Linked DNA regions of Mus musculus: region 2 is linked to region 1. A link is a contact called in public HiChIP or PLAC-seq data. All regions are on one chromosome and are shown on one strand. Each heading gives the region's core, a stretch centred on a gene start, on an enhancer-like site or on the middle of the called end of the contact. The rest is flanking DNA. Distances are from core to core; before and after follow the strand shown.

Region 1 (7,522 bases), core at 1,384-3,883:
AAAAAAAAACCAAGAATCCAGCACTAGCCCTCCAAAACCAGGAAGTTCGTACTGGGACAAGCAAACTGGACTGTCCCCTCTGAAATGCTCACTTGCATTGCTAAGAGAAGGGAAGTTGTCCCACTCTCAGCCCTCACATAGATGCTCTAAGCCCTTGAGCAGGGCTCCTGTGTCCTGAGTTACTCTCAGTCTTCTCCTGCAGGTAAAGACAAGAGTCCTGTTACCTCAGGGGACCTCAATTGCCTCCCGTTGGAGGCATTAGAAATGAGATACACTAAATGAGCTATGGGGCACGGCTCAGTTAGTGGGGTGCTTGTCTAGCATGGGGAAGCCCTAGGCTCCATCCCCATCAGAGTGTGTAGCACTGCCTGCCTTCTTATGTGTGTACTTGGGATCTGAACTCATGTCCTCAAACTTGCAAGCTGAGCACTTTACCAGCTGAAACATCCCCTCTGCCCTGGTAGCCTTTAATGACTTCTAATAGATCAACTTCCAGGTCACATTGCAAAGAAAGAATCTAGGGATAACAAAGTAAGCTTGGGTGAGACACCAAGTCAATATTACCTCGGAGAATCTTCTTATCAACCCATCCTGGAGAAACGTACACACCCATCCATCTGGCCTAACTCACACACCATCACAATCACTGTGCTATACTGCCCCCTAGGGGAGCCTTGGGTGGCAACGATGACCTTCCAAAGATAGAAGAGTCCTGAGCTCCCACAGAGCTTCAACAATTTCCAAACACAGCCGAATATTCAGATTTATGTTTCCTATACTCATGCCAGGATGTCTCTTGAGCCTTTGAAAGCATACCCTAAGCTTGATCTAAAGCCATCTTTCCAAATAAGCACAATCCACCATTAAAGTTAAAACTAGTCACAGCTCCTGACTAGGTTCCAAGATAGTCCTCCTATGCACCTATGCAGCACTGGGAACAGAATTCAGGGCCTTTATGTGCTGAGTCCTTCACTGGGGGATTCTAGGCAGGGGCTCTACCACTGAGCCACGCCCCAGCCCCTCACTGGGGGATTCTAGGCAGGGGCTCTACCACTGAGCCACGCCCCCAGCCCCTCACTGGGGGATTCTAGGCAGGGGCTCTACCACTGAGCCACGCCCCCAGCCCCTCCCTGGGGGATTCTAGGCAGGGGCCTACCACTGAGCCACGCCCCCTAGCCCCTCACTGGGGGATTCTAGGCAGGGGCTCTACCACTGAGCCACACCCCAGCCCCTCACTGGGGGATTCTAGGCAGGGGTTCTACCACTGAGCCACACCCCAGCCCCTCACTGGGGGACTCTAGACAGGTCTCTAAGCTGAAATACATATCCAACCTTCTCTGTCTTTGAAGATGCTGAATTGTTTTGCATGGGTCAACTCCCCCTACATTAGAATAACCAGTTTGTGTGGGGTCTGTTTATCAAATTGTAGGCTGTGGAACAGACTCCCCTAGTGTCCTGCCTGGTCATTCAAGATATGTTCAGATATTCATGCACGATTCACGGGCAAGGCACAGAAAAGCTCTAGAACCCAGGCAGGTGAGAAAAGACAGGGATCTCTCTAGCTCAAGACTGAGATGTCAGATCCGATTTCCTGTGGTGGAAACATTCCTGACTTGGTGCTGATTGATGCAGATGCTACATCAAAACCTTACAATGCACATGTGTCACACACATGCACACGTTCCTATGTGCATAACCACTGTCCACAAGGAAAAATAACTTCCAGGCACTTGACCCCTCCTGTTCCATTCATAATCAACCAGGTCCTCCAGCCTGACAGACTAGATTCTAGCTTCTTTCTTAAAATTGAAAATTTTTAAATCGTATATACCTCTGTGTGGTGTGTGTTTGTGAACATGTGTGTACATGTGCCTATGTGGATTTGCTTGCCCATGTATACACAAGTAGAGGCCACAGGTTGATGTCTTCTGTCTCTGTCGATTTCCATATTGCTGAAACAGAGTTTCTCACTGACCATGGTACTTCTCTGCCACATCAGCTAAGCTGGCCGGCCAGGGAGTCCCCCTGCCTCCACCTCCTCATGCCTAATTTTGTATTCAGATGCTGGAGATCCAGGTCCTCCTGCTTGCACACCGAATGCTTTCTCACTCAGCCATCTCGTCAGCCCCATGAATGGGGCTTTCTAAGGCAGAGCTACGCAATCCTACCGTATTCTGTTTATTTGTTCAATTCCTGTTCAGGGCTGGATATGAGAGGTGAATTGTTTATACTCAAAAAGAAAGAATGGAAGAAAATGGACAGAAAGAAAGAAGAGAGGCAACCAATCACCTTTTATGGCTGCTTTTCAAGAGTTTTGCCAGTCTCGATAAAAATAATAATAATAAATAAAATTCTTATTTTATTTTCACAGGGAAAAGTTCATTTCTATTCTGCTGCCGAGGGAAGGTGTTACTGATTTATTTAAAATAGTTATACCAGATTACAACATTGAGATAGACACGTACGCATTAGCGTTAGCATGAGTGACAGCAAGAGAGAAGCCCACATTGTTTGTTTCTGAACACAAAGTTAGAACCGGCTGCGCCCACAAACGTCCAGCGTCCCCAGCTCCCCTAATGACAGGCACCTGCAGATGAATGGCTTCCTGCTGAAACTTGGCACTTTGGTTCATTTCTGCCATAATTGGCGTGGTAATGCATGCGACTCCTGCTTCAGAGGGAAACGCAGGACACACAATAGCTTTGGGAAGCTTCCCGCTTTCTTCCTGAAACTCAGCAGAGAAATCGAGAGATGGCGAACGCTGGGTCTCACACCTGACAGAGTGGTGGGTTTCTCATAAGGGCAGAGCCCACCTGGAAAGCAGTTTGGTTCCGTTTCTAACAAAGACTGGGGCATGTAGAATTCCTCCTTATAACCCCTGCATTTGCCATGTGAAGTCAGGTACAGCAGGATCTAGCCTGGGCTACAGAGTAAGTTTCAAGACAGGCTGGGCTCCACAAGACTGGTCTCAAAACTCAGCCAAGCAAACCAAGGGGAGTGGAGGGGCATGGGGCTATGGAGACAGACGGTTCAGTGGGCTACACAAACATGGGGAGCTGAGCTGGGATCCCCAGAACACGTGTCAAAGTGGTGGTATGTACTTAGGGAGTACAGTACTGGCGGCGGGGGGTGGGGGGGTGGTGGTGGGCTCCCTGCCCAGCCACTCCAGTACACTTGGAGAACTGAGCTTCTAAGGCAGTGAGAGCCTCTGTCTCAGAAAACAAGGTGAACACTATCTGAGGAATGATACCTGACATTGATCCCTGGCTTCCATATCTCCACATGTGAGTACATACACACTCATACATACATAAACATGCACACATGGAAACACACATGACAAAAGAGATGGGACAAAGGAGCCTCCAGGGACTAAGGTCATATTTTTTGGGTCGCATTCTACATCTTGCCGCTTTTGTCCTGTGTGACCGTGGGCAGGTTGGTGAGACCCTCTGAATACTGAGGTGCAGGTAAATCATTGCTCCCTCTTTGTAGCTGCTTGTATTACAAATACTAATTATGTTCCCCAAAACTGCTCACACTTAAGACTGCACTTAAGACGCTGAGGGTCCCTGCCCCCCAGTTGGTTCTGATTGGTAAATAAAGATGCCAGCAGCCAATGGCTGGGCAGGGCAGACAAAGGGGGGGGGGGGACTCAAGAAATGTTCTAGATTGGGATGGAGAAAGGGAAGGAAGAAGGAGATTTGCCATGCCTGGAGAGTGAGAAGGAGGAAGAGATCCACCATGCCTGAGGAGGGTACAGGACAGAGAGGCATGGTAACTATGTGAGGAGCTGGGGTAGAGCAGCCCAAGAGGACTGCCTACTGGGTCCAGAGCAGCCAAGATAGAATATAAGATTTAGTAAGTAATAACTCCGGATTATCAGCAGAGGTGGATTAACCACGTGGAGGTTAGGAAGTGGCCCAGCCATTGAGCTGATTAAGGCGTATCAAAATATAGAGGCTGTGTGTGTGTGTGTGTGTGTGTGTGTGTGTGTGTGTGTGTGTGTGTCTTTCATTCAAGAACACTAAACATTAGGGAACTAAACAGGAACCCAGCACTGGAACTTATATATAAAAATATTGCTACACCATTTCACTGAAACACACAAGGTGGCCCATTCCTGTGCACGGTCTGTGCAACTCCAAGTTCCTGGCCCTGACCCTACACCTGCCCCTGCCAATCCCCCAAATTTCAATCCCCAGCCTTAGTTCTTTTGTGTGTGGCTGGAAGGTGACCACATGTGCATGCTGGTGCCTGTCCTTGGTGGCCTAAGGTCAACCTCAGGTGCCATTCCTGCAGACACCATCCACCTGTCTTCTGAAGCAGTCTTCTGCTGGCCAGCCAGCTCCAGACACCCTCCTGTCACTTCCAGCCCGGTGCTGGGTGTTCTAGTGTGCAAACCAGCACGCCTGTCCTTTTAACATGCCTCCTAGGGTTGAACTCTGGCCCTCTGGAAGAGCAGCAAGTGCTCTTGAGTGCTGAGCTAACTCTCCACCCCTGATCTCAGTTCTTGACGACTGTTGTTGCCTATGCTAATTCTCATTGCCACTGGCTCCTGACATCATCCAGCCCATAAGATCTTTCTCTCACCTTAATATGAACCTTTTCTTCCCAAGGCTACTTACTGTATGGAAGACACATTCAAAAAACAAACAAATAAAAAAGTCCTAAGTCAGAGGTTTTCAACCTGTGGGTCATATATGATACCCTGTATGTTAGATGATAACATTATGATTCAAAAAGTAGCAAAATTACAATTATGAAGTAGCAATAGCATAATCTTATGTGGGGGGGGGGGTCCCCGCAACATGAGGAACTAACTGTATTAAAAGATTGCAGCATTAGGAGGTTGGGAACTTAAGTGATTAACACATTTGACCCATACTGGCACCCAGTATGTCAAAATAATGATGGCTTCAAAAGTTTTCTTGTTTTGCGAAAGATTCTTGCTATGTAGCCAAGGCTGGTCTTAAACTCAGGATCCTTCTCCCTCTATCCGTGAGTTATTGGGATTACAGTGTACCCACTGCTATTAGATACAGTGTTCTTTGAATTATTAAATATTCATAAACCTTACTATTGTCCCCATTTCATGAATGGGAAAATAGAGGTCTCAGGTCAATAGAGGCGTCGGGTCAGAGCATCTGAAAAGACAAGCAGACAGTTCACAGACGATCATCAGAATGACCTAGCAAGCTTGGCAGAGGGGCTCAGTCACACAAGCAGCCTGGGAAGTAAAACTGATGCTAATGATGGGATTGCCATCTTTCATTGTTGATTGCAAGTGCTGAAACCTTCTGGTGCTAGCCAGACTGTGGGAAGCCAGATTCTCTGTCATCTGGGTCTTGGGTGTGAATTGTTGTGACCTTTTAGCCAAATTAACCTTTAAAATATCTATTGAAATTTTAAATGTGTATCCTTTGAACAAGCCACCCCACTACAGGCAATCTTACTTGTACTAGTATAAACTCAAGGACACACAGCATGCTCAGATGGGAGCTGTTTCCTGTATATATTGCTACAATCTGTGGGACTAGGAGAAAGGAGTCCTTACAGCCCTGTAGCAATTTGACAGGAAATCATAGACAGGCTTCAGTGATGTTTTAGGGTTGTTTACTGCTGGGGCGGAGGATAGAGAGAAAGCAAGGTTTCCTCAGGAGACTAAGTGACAGGATTCATTCTGGACTCAATCATTGACTTTTTGATTCATCCATGCCATGAAATATTATGTAGCCATTTAAAAGAGCAAAGAAAAATTCTGCAGCACAGAGATAAACCAATATGAAAAACTATTTTCCATCTTGGTTGTGGTGGTAAGGTTCTCCTAGAGATTAAACTTCAGGCCATGCGCATGCAAGGCAAGTGGTCTACCACTGAGCCACGCCCCCAGCCCCTCACTGGGGGATTCTAGGCAGGGGCTCTACCACTGAGCCACGCCCCCAGCCCCTCACTGGGGGATTCTAGGCAGGGGCTCTACCACTGAGCCCCGCCCCCAGCCCCTCACTGGGGGATTCTAGGCAGGGGCTCTACCACTGAGCCCCGCCCCCAGCCCCTCACTGGGGGATTCTAGGCAGGTGCTCTACCACTGAGCCACGCCCCCAGCCCCTCCCTGGGGGATTCTAGGCAGGGGCTCTACCACTGAGCCACGCCCCCCAGCCCCTCACTGGGGGATTCTAGGCAGGGGCTCTACCACTGAGCCACGCCCCCCAGCCCCTCACTGGGGGATTCTAGGCAGGGGCTCTACCACTGAGCCACGCCCCCCAGCCCCTCACTGGGGGATTCTAGGCAGGGGCTCTACCACTGAGCCACGCCCCCCAGCCCCTCACTGGGGGATTCTAGGCAGGGGCTCTACCACTGAGCCCCACCCCAGCCCCTTGCTGTACTGTTCTTGACAGGTGTCCAACCACTGAGCTACATCTCCAGTTCTCAAATTTTCAAGACAGGATTTTCCTCTGAAGCCAAGGTTGGCCTAGAAATTATTACTATAAATTATTATCCTCCTGCCTCTATATCTATGTTGCACCTTTTAAGTGGGAAGATCCCATACTATGTTCCCAGTTCTTTCAAAATTCCCAGCAATTTCCTAAAATCACTAACACTCTCTCTAACATCCGTCTAACTATCCACAAAGTATTTCTTTTTTGCATAACAGAGCATTTAAAACACCAATAACCTAATTATTTAACACTTAATGAACCCACTAGAGGATGTGTGTGTACACACTCCATGTAATGTCTTCCTCCTCTACAGCAATTAGCATACCCTGTAATAAAAGCAAATGGGAAAGCGATATGCTAAAGACGGAGAATGAATGCAAAAAAAAAAAAAAAAAAAAAAAAAAACCCTGATGTTTCGAGGAAAAGCAAACAAGGGAAGTTTCAATAATGGCAATCTGGGCTGAAGCTGCCTCTTGTTAAGGGAGGAGGTGGGCCACAGTGAGCAGTGGGCGACCCCAGTGGCCCTCTGTGAGACCCTGCTGCCCCAGTTGGGGGTGGTACAATGGGTAAGAAGCCTTCACCTATGAGCCCCTTGGCAACCCATGGCACCTGCAGAGGCTGACTGAGAAATGCCCCCCATGGCTCCTGTATTGGATACTTGGTCATGGCTGGCAGTGTTGTTTTGGGTGAGGTTAGGCAACCTGTAGGACGTACATCCTTGCTGGAGGAGGCAGACCTGAAGTGTTTAGAGCCTCATGCCATTTAGAGTTCACTCTCAGCTTCCTGTGTGACAGAAAGCAATCCACTCATGCCATCTACTGCTGTGCCTCCCTGCCATTAAAGACTCTCTCTCGAAGCCATAAGCCCAAATAAACTTTTTCTTCCTCAGGTCTCTTTAGGTCATGGTGTTTTGCCATAGCAACTAAAAGTAGTTAAGCACCCTGAGTCCACACCCCTTCTTAGATAGCTGTTGCCCAGCAAGCAGCTGATAGAGAGGCAGTCTCAACTTCCTGATCAAGCCTCCAAACAGATCCTGCTACATCTTCACCAACAACAACCTACATATTTTAAAGCCTTGTTTC
Region 2 (7,522 bases), core at 1,949-4,448, 530 kb before region 1:
AACAACAACAACAAAAAAAAAACCTTGTTCCTGAAAATGAATGCTCACTGCTTAGAATGACCAGTCACTATGGTAAGTTGTTGAGTCTTCAAAGACAAAGGAAAACTTTTCCTTGCCTCAAGGGATTAGAGTTGGCATAAATAAGCAATGATATGTAAGGAGTATACACAAAATAAGACAGCCATAAAGAAGCATTATTTCCTAGAATATACTATCATATGCATTTAAAAGGGTCTCTTGCTTATGATTGTCGGCATGTCAAAACATAATGCAGACACAAATTTAAGAGCTCAAAAAGAGAAAGGTGTGATTCAACTAATACATTCTAGGCTTGGCAACTGGAATTTATTGCTCATTAAAACTGTATTTTAATTATCCTAGTTTTAATTAAAGTATTATGTGGAGTTGGTGAAATGCAATTACGTGCAAGTGACTTAAGATGTATAATAGGCTAATATTTGTAAAGAAATGCATTATTGTCAGTAGATCTGCTCCCGTAAAATGAAGTGGCATTTTACTCCAAATGAAAAATCGCTACATAGAATATTAAACTCTTGTCATTAAAGTTAAACACTACATTGCCAACTCAAACGGAACCAAGCCATTGAAGAGCACCCCTCCCCATGCTGACTGGTTTGCATAGGGATGGCTGCCTGAGTGTGGCCTGCCACATCAGCTGAGCAGGAGCCTCGCCACAAGGAGTCACTAGCACCCTCCATTATTCCCTATGCACCTTGGGATAAGACTGACCTCCCGCTGGAGAATGTGTCCGTCCACTTTGAGGTAGAACCCACAATCTGATCCAACAATGTCTATAAGGCAACCCTCTGCCACACTGTCCGGCAGTCTGTAAGAGAACAAGACTCCTCGGGGCCATCTCAGCCACCTCTCACCACACAAAGCAGGGGCTATCTTAGTCACTTCTCACCACACAGCAGGGGGCCATCTCAGTCACCTCTCACCACACAGCAGGGTTTTAAAGCACAGACCTCAAGAGGCAGGCTGGGTGAGAGCAATACAACCACCCCAGGTGTGACTGCACACAAGCCCAGAACTAGAGAGGATGGAAACAGGAGGACCTAGCAAAGAAACCAATCAACCAAACAAACAAGCAAGAGAACAAAACAGAGACTGACAAAGCAGGACATCCAGCACACATGTATGCATGTCTCTGCATACATCACAGCACACATATACCACACTACATCAAAACAAAATGACCAAGTCCCCTGCCTTGGCTGTACCCACTGTGGATACCTGTTGCTCTCTGAAGCATTCACAATAAAGGGCCCCAAAGTCATCTCAACTTGCTATCCTCACTGCATCGTTACATATGTACTTTAAATGATTATCCATTTTCTAGCTTAGAGACAATATTAAAGGTAAGACAGACATTTCTGATGGCATACTTCCTTCAAGTTCAGTATTCATCCTCACACTTGGTCTTAAGTCTTTGGGCAACGTCATGTCTTTAAGACATCCCCCCTGCCCCTTACCTGTGAAGGCTGCTTGTCACTCCACAGAGCTATCGCATCACAGAGTCAGTTGGCCCCTGGAAGTGTTAGCCCTTGTCTCCTCTGTTACCGTGAGCAGTTTGCTTCTCATAGTGGCTCTATTCCAAATAGGGCTGCTTGTAAGACCTCTGGCTCTGAAGCTCGGCAGCTAACCCAGGCTATGCCCAGGCTGACTCGCATGGCTCCCTCTTGAAGCTTATTTGACATTTTGACTCTGAAGGGCATTCGTTCCGGGAATGATCACTGTGGCGATCTCTCCCAAGGTCACCCTCACTCTCTGTTCCCTCTGGAATTTCCTACACATTGACTGAGCACCCCCACCTTTCTATCTCATACAAGCTCCCTTACACAGTTTCCATAGTTGTATCTCTGCACTTAATCTGAGTGTTTGCCTCAGATTTACCAGAACAATCATCTCTCTCAGCTTAGCTGCATAGAGGCTACTTTTCCACTCCTTCGGTTGACTTTTAAAATAAATGAAAACATTTTGCACTGCAAGGAGTTTGGCTTTTTTTTTTTAATTAGCACATGAAGGGGTGTTCAACATCACTCACCACTGAGGGAGACGAAAATTAAAAGCTCAGTGAGGAGAGAAAAACCACCAATGAGACACCATCAGACATTTCTCAGAATGGACAAAGTAAACCTAAAACGGAAGCAACACTGTACACCAGCAGATTAAGTAAGTCTGCATGTGCTGTGGTGTCAGAGGGGGAGCAGCGAAAGTAACTGTGCACACACCACTGGTGTCAATATGAAATGGAACAGTCAGGCTGCGAGAGAGGCTGCTGTCACCTTAACAACAAAACCAAAAACGGAACACGCAACTAGCTCTGGGGTGTCTGCTCCAGAAAAAGTGAGTCTCCCATTCACAGAAAACCTCATGCAAGAGTGCTCACAGTGGCTGTACTCATAATGGCCCCAATCCGGATACAACCCAGATATCTATCGACAGAGTGTCAATCATACAGAAGCTGGTGTATTCACACAACACTCACACACTACAATAGCAACCCAACCATTCACACCGTGACAATACCATGAAGCAGAAAAATCTCAGCACCTATGGAAAAAAGCTGGGCAAGGCCACAGGAACAACTGTAACCACCTCAGTGCTGGTGGGGGTGGAGGCAGGAAGATTGCTGCAGCTTTGCTAGCTGTCAGCCTAGCTCCATGCTCAGTGCGAGATGCTGGAAATAAGGGAATAAGCAGAGAGTGATAGGATTCACAGCATCCTCCTTGGCTGCTACCCATGTATCCTCACACATGTGCACATACATCAGATACACATATACCATATAAAGGCACATGAACAAAAAGTGGTTAAAATACTAAATTTCATGTTATATAGATTTTGCCACATTCATTTTTTTTCAAAACAAAGGAGTGTTCCTCTTCTAAGGACTTTATATTGGATACATAATGAAATTATTACTTATTTTCAGATTCTGGGGTCTGTAGGATTTCCGTGGGGGTCTCCTCTCTACCTCTGCCTGTTCCTTCCTCATAACTGGCATTTTCGCAAACACATCAAGCTACTCCCTGCATCCGAGCATCCATCCTTTGGGTCTGTGCATGGCTGGTGCTCCTCAGCTGCAGACATCATCCTGAGAGCCAGCACAGCACAGAGTGGGGGACTCTGCGATCCAACAGTGCCAGCGTTGCCTGGCTGTTGGCCTCTGCCCGCCTTCCTTCTCACCAGTAAATTTGGGATAATCGCAGTCCTCACTCACTGGCCGCTGTGAGGATTAAATGACTCATTATAAATAAAACACTTAAAACACTGCCTGGCAACTCCAAAATTGCTAATTATTATTATTATTAAATGTCATATTGAGACTATCATAGAAATTAGGTTGAATGAATGAAGCCAGACACAAAGGATTTCATATTCAATGATTCCATTTATATGAAAGTCTAGAATAAGAAACAATCAGCAGTCTATGGTAATTAGATTAGTTGGGAAGGGGAGCTAGAGGAGAAGGCACGAGGCGCTTGCTCCACTTGAACAGGGGAGAATAAATCGGTGGGCACAGTTGCAAAAATTCACCCACCCATGGGCTGAAAATCTATGTACTTTATATTAGCCAAATTATAACTCAAAAGTGTCTGACATTTATTTGAATAAGTGTGTGTGTGTGTGTGTGTGTGTGTGTGTGTACACAAATGGATGTACATTCATGCATGCATGGTGTGTGTGGACCAACAGACAATTTTTGTTGTGTTTGGTGTAGTTCCTCAAGAGCTGTCTACCTTGCTCTTTGGGTCAGGGTTTCTCACTGGCCTGGAGTTCTCCAAGCAGGCTAGGCTGACCAGTCAGTGACCTCCAGGAGTCTTCCAGTCTCTACCTTCACAGCACAGGGATACAAGCCTTGTTTTTATTTTATGTTTTTAAGGTGCATTCTGGGAATTGAACCCTGGTCCTCATGTTTGCAAAGCAAGCACATAATCAACTGAGGGAATCTCCCCAAATATTAATACTCAATTCCAAGGAGCCCTCTCCCTGGACCAGAGCTCCATTGTCCCTCCTTGGTCAGGGCACCCTTAGCATCCCTTCCTACATGCTGCTCCCACGTGAGAACATTGCCCGCCTTACTAATGGCAGCACGTTTGATGCCTTGCTCTCCTCTTGGCGCTGACCTACCAGACTGGTGCTCAGCATTGGGCAGGTATTCAGTATCTAAGAACTCAGGGAAGGGAAGAGCAGAGCTAAGAGGGAGAGGGGGACAAAGAGAAGGAGAAAGACAGGAGGGAGGTGCAGAGAGAGGCAGTGGGTGTGGCCGTGGGCTCCAGTCTTCCTATCAACACCGCCAAATATAAGCACAGAAAATGGACTTATAAACACTTCCCTTGTACTCTCCTAAGTTTTAAGAACAAGAACCAGTGGGGTAAAGTGGAGAAAAGTAAGTTGCTCAAGACTAGAACCTGGGCTGGCGCCCCCATATTCTAGCCAGCTTGACTCATGCTAAGTAAGGCTCACTTCACAAGTATAGATATGTTCTATAAACAGTCACAAAATGCCCATAAAACATAATATAAAAATTTTTAAAGCACATTATTTTGAAAGCTCGGTTAACTATAAAAATATTATTACAACCAGATCTACTTCATGCGAGCACTGAGTTGTGGCTCCCAACACAAGTGCTAATTTCAACAGATCTTTCTTGGAGCAGCGGAAATGAAATGGTAATAAGTTAATGGATGCCTGAGTATTTAAGCGTGGACAATTATGAGCCCGGCTGTTTGTATGTCACCTGGGATGCTGTTTATTGCCCATACTTCACAGTCCGGATCGTTACTGGCAAGCCGTCTATCGAAAAGCCGGCTGGAGTTTTGAAATATTCAATCTACAAACTTCACATTTCCAGGAGAACATGTGTGGGGATGCCTGTGCTCACACATTCCTGTCAGGTAGACTACAGGATGCAATCTGAGCACAGAAACCCGCAATTAAGCAAAAGAATGGTGCTGTACACACCAAGTTTTTGCATCCTAATCTGATAACTGCCGGCATGAATTACCTCCCGGGGGTAGGAGAAAAGCTGCATGCCGTCCAGATTCACATTTCAAAGCCTGAGAAATAAAAGGAGGGGAAGAAAATAGATCTAAGCCAGGATAACACGGAGGACTTTCTGTTTTCGACTTAGACTACATTAATAAGACAAAGCTGTCTTCAACTCTGACATGAGAAGACAGCAAATTAACTGTTTGGATTCAGTAAATCAAAAGAATAAATTTGCCTGTTTTTTTTTAATATCTTCTCAGATACATAAAACCCATAATCATCTATTCAAATTTCCCAGTGTAGCTTATCCTCCGTGCTTTCAGAACATCATCTGCCTTTCCGAGCTGGTTTTCTATGTCAACAGTCATTGGCTGTGCAGCGTGTTGCTGTTATGCCACTCCCCTCCCTCTGGGGAAGTGGAGATGCCACCTGACATGTCGTGACAACCTCCCATCCATTCAGCCCTCCAGGACTAACGTGCTGCCTTATATATCCGGCTACACAATTATGGAGAGACATGTGCTTTCAGTAGTTATCACCCTGGGGGATGTGGTTACAAAACACCCAAGTAGAAAGGAACTAGAGACTAGAAGGATTAATAGAAGACAGAATTATTGGGGTGCTAATCTTAGTGTCTCCTCTTCTTTTGGGGGTGGTGGTTCAAAACAAGGTTTCTCTCTGTAGCCCTGGCTGCCCTGGAATTTGCTCTGTAGACCAGGCTGGCATTGAACTCACAGAGATCTGTCTGCCTCTGTCTCCTGAGTGCTGGGATGAAAGGCCACCACCACTTGGCGTGTGTCTCCTTTTCTATGAGAGTTCTGACTAAAACCATCAATCTTAAAAGGATGATTTAAGGAGCCTCCCCCCCTGCCCCCCAGCTCTAAACAGGACGACTACAAGATAGTTACAATGAATCCTCTTGGCTATCTTCATTTCCTGTATAACAGGAGAGATGGGTAGCCTCTACTGAAGCTGAGGAAAATGAGATCAAGGTCCCTGGGAAGGCTCAGGTCATGGGTTCTGGAATGGGAGTCTCATGGTTACAGCCTGAGGACAGGTAAAGAAAGGAGCCTCCAGTATTTGGGTGCGAGACAGCACTCAGCTTCAGGTACTAATGGCCATGCTAGTTACAGAGACTCTCTCTGCCCTTCCATCCTTCTTCCTGTCTATATCAATTCTTCATTGTTTTTGCAACATTTCTGTCCATTGCTGTGTGAGCTGTGCATTTATAAGCTCCAGCAATGAAGGCTTTGGTATCCTTGGGCTATCATTAAGCTCTTGGTTTGCCCCATGTTCCCTGGGCCTTGGGCACTTGTTACTTTACAATGCTTTCCTCTGCCATTCTGTGCATACTAAAAGAATATTTTTCTATGCAGAGAGAGAGAGAAAGGAAACCAAAGCTAACCTCTGTGGCCAAGTACCAGCTGATACATTGCAACTCCCAGGCCTTGGCCTACTGCTCCATGTATTTCATAGGTTTGCAAAGAGATTAATAGGCCAAGTTCAACCTAGACCTCCCCACTGACCTTGCATCTAATATATGCAGCTATCTAATCATCGGCTGTGATTGTAACTGTCCAAAAAGAATTGAAGAACCCACTACTCTCAATACACACACATGCACACATATACACAAATATACATACACTTACCCCATCCCCCCCCACTCACACATATAATACTCATATATCCCCACACCTCCCACAAATACTCACTCACACACACACACATACACACACACACACAATCACAAATTCACACACTCTCTCACATACACACAAACTCCCACACATACACATTCAGACACATGCTCACACACACATACACACATATTCATATACCCACAATCACAAATACAACCATGCACAAACTCACATTGCCCCCCTCTTGCACACACACACACACACACACACACACACACACACACACACACTCACAGCCATACAAAGAATACATGCAAACCTGCTTCTCCTAGAAGTAAAATCTTCTGCCTGCTTCTGGAAATAGTAACACCATCCTGCCAGATCTGCCTGGGTTTTTCTCCATCTCTTAAATCCCACATCCAATCCAAAAGAAAATCCTGACTATTCTGTTCTTTCACTATCCTGATATTTGACACTTCTCCCTACCTCTACCCAAACCCACACAAGCCCGTGTTATTTCAAATTGAAAGCTGGGCTTCTAAATAAATGAGCAAAACCACCTGAAGCCATGGGAGCAATGATCAAAAGCAGGAGGCGAGCTCATCAAGTAACTGGAACAGGAGACTCAGCTTGACGAGAGGCGAGCGTGGGCTCTGGAGTCAGAACCAGGCCTCAGTCCTGCTGCGGCGGCCTGTCAGCTGCATGCCCCAGGGTGAGTTAGTATCTCTAAACTTCAGTTCTGATAGCTGTAAGTGGAGCTAATTATAAGTGCCCCAGAAGGCAATTCTGAGGATTACAGAAGATATGTTTCAAGTAGGTCCTCAATAAATAATAGCTGCTAGGATTATTAATAGGCTATT

The links. HiChIP or PLAC-seq counts read pairs in DNA pulled down with a chosen protein or histone mark.
Region 2: a contact with region 1 is called in an H3K27ac HiChIP or PLAC-seq map of VIP interneurons, with 6 times the contacts expected there. The contact joins two enhancer-like sites. A contact is called at or near these places in 1 of 39 promoter capture datasets (hippocampal neurons), 1 of 484 Hi-C or Micro-C datasets (embryonic stem cells), 2 of 115 datasets of contacts at active chromatin or transcription factors (VIP interneurons and embryonic stem cells) and 1 of 9 other capture datasets (embryonic stem cells).

What each region holds. Positions count from the first base shown.
Region 1 is chr5:141,086,977-141,094,498 of GRCm38.p6, reverse strand. No RefSeq gene overlaps it. Among named protein-coding and RNA genes, the nearest start is that of Gm38730, 26 kb to the right of the region's middle. Within about 2 kb of position 2,633, at least 1 of the 459 cell types and tissues checked has an H3K27ac peak or open chromatin away from gene starts, as enhancers often do. A contact at or near this core is called in VIP interneurons, where this site is marked.
Region 2 is chr5:141,615,752-141,623,273 of GRCm38.p6, reverse strand. The region is part of intron 4 of Sdk1 (sidekick cell adhesion molecule 1); the gene reads right to left. Among named protein-coding and RNA genes, the nearest start is that of Gm24131, 53 kb to the right of the region's middle. Within about 2 kb of position 3,198, at least 1 of the 459 cell types and tissues checked has an H3K27ac peak or open chromatin away from gene starts, as enhancers often do. A contact at or near this core is called in VIP interneurons, where this site is marked.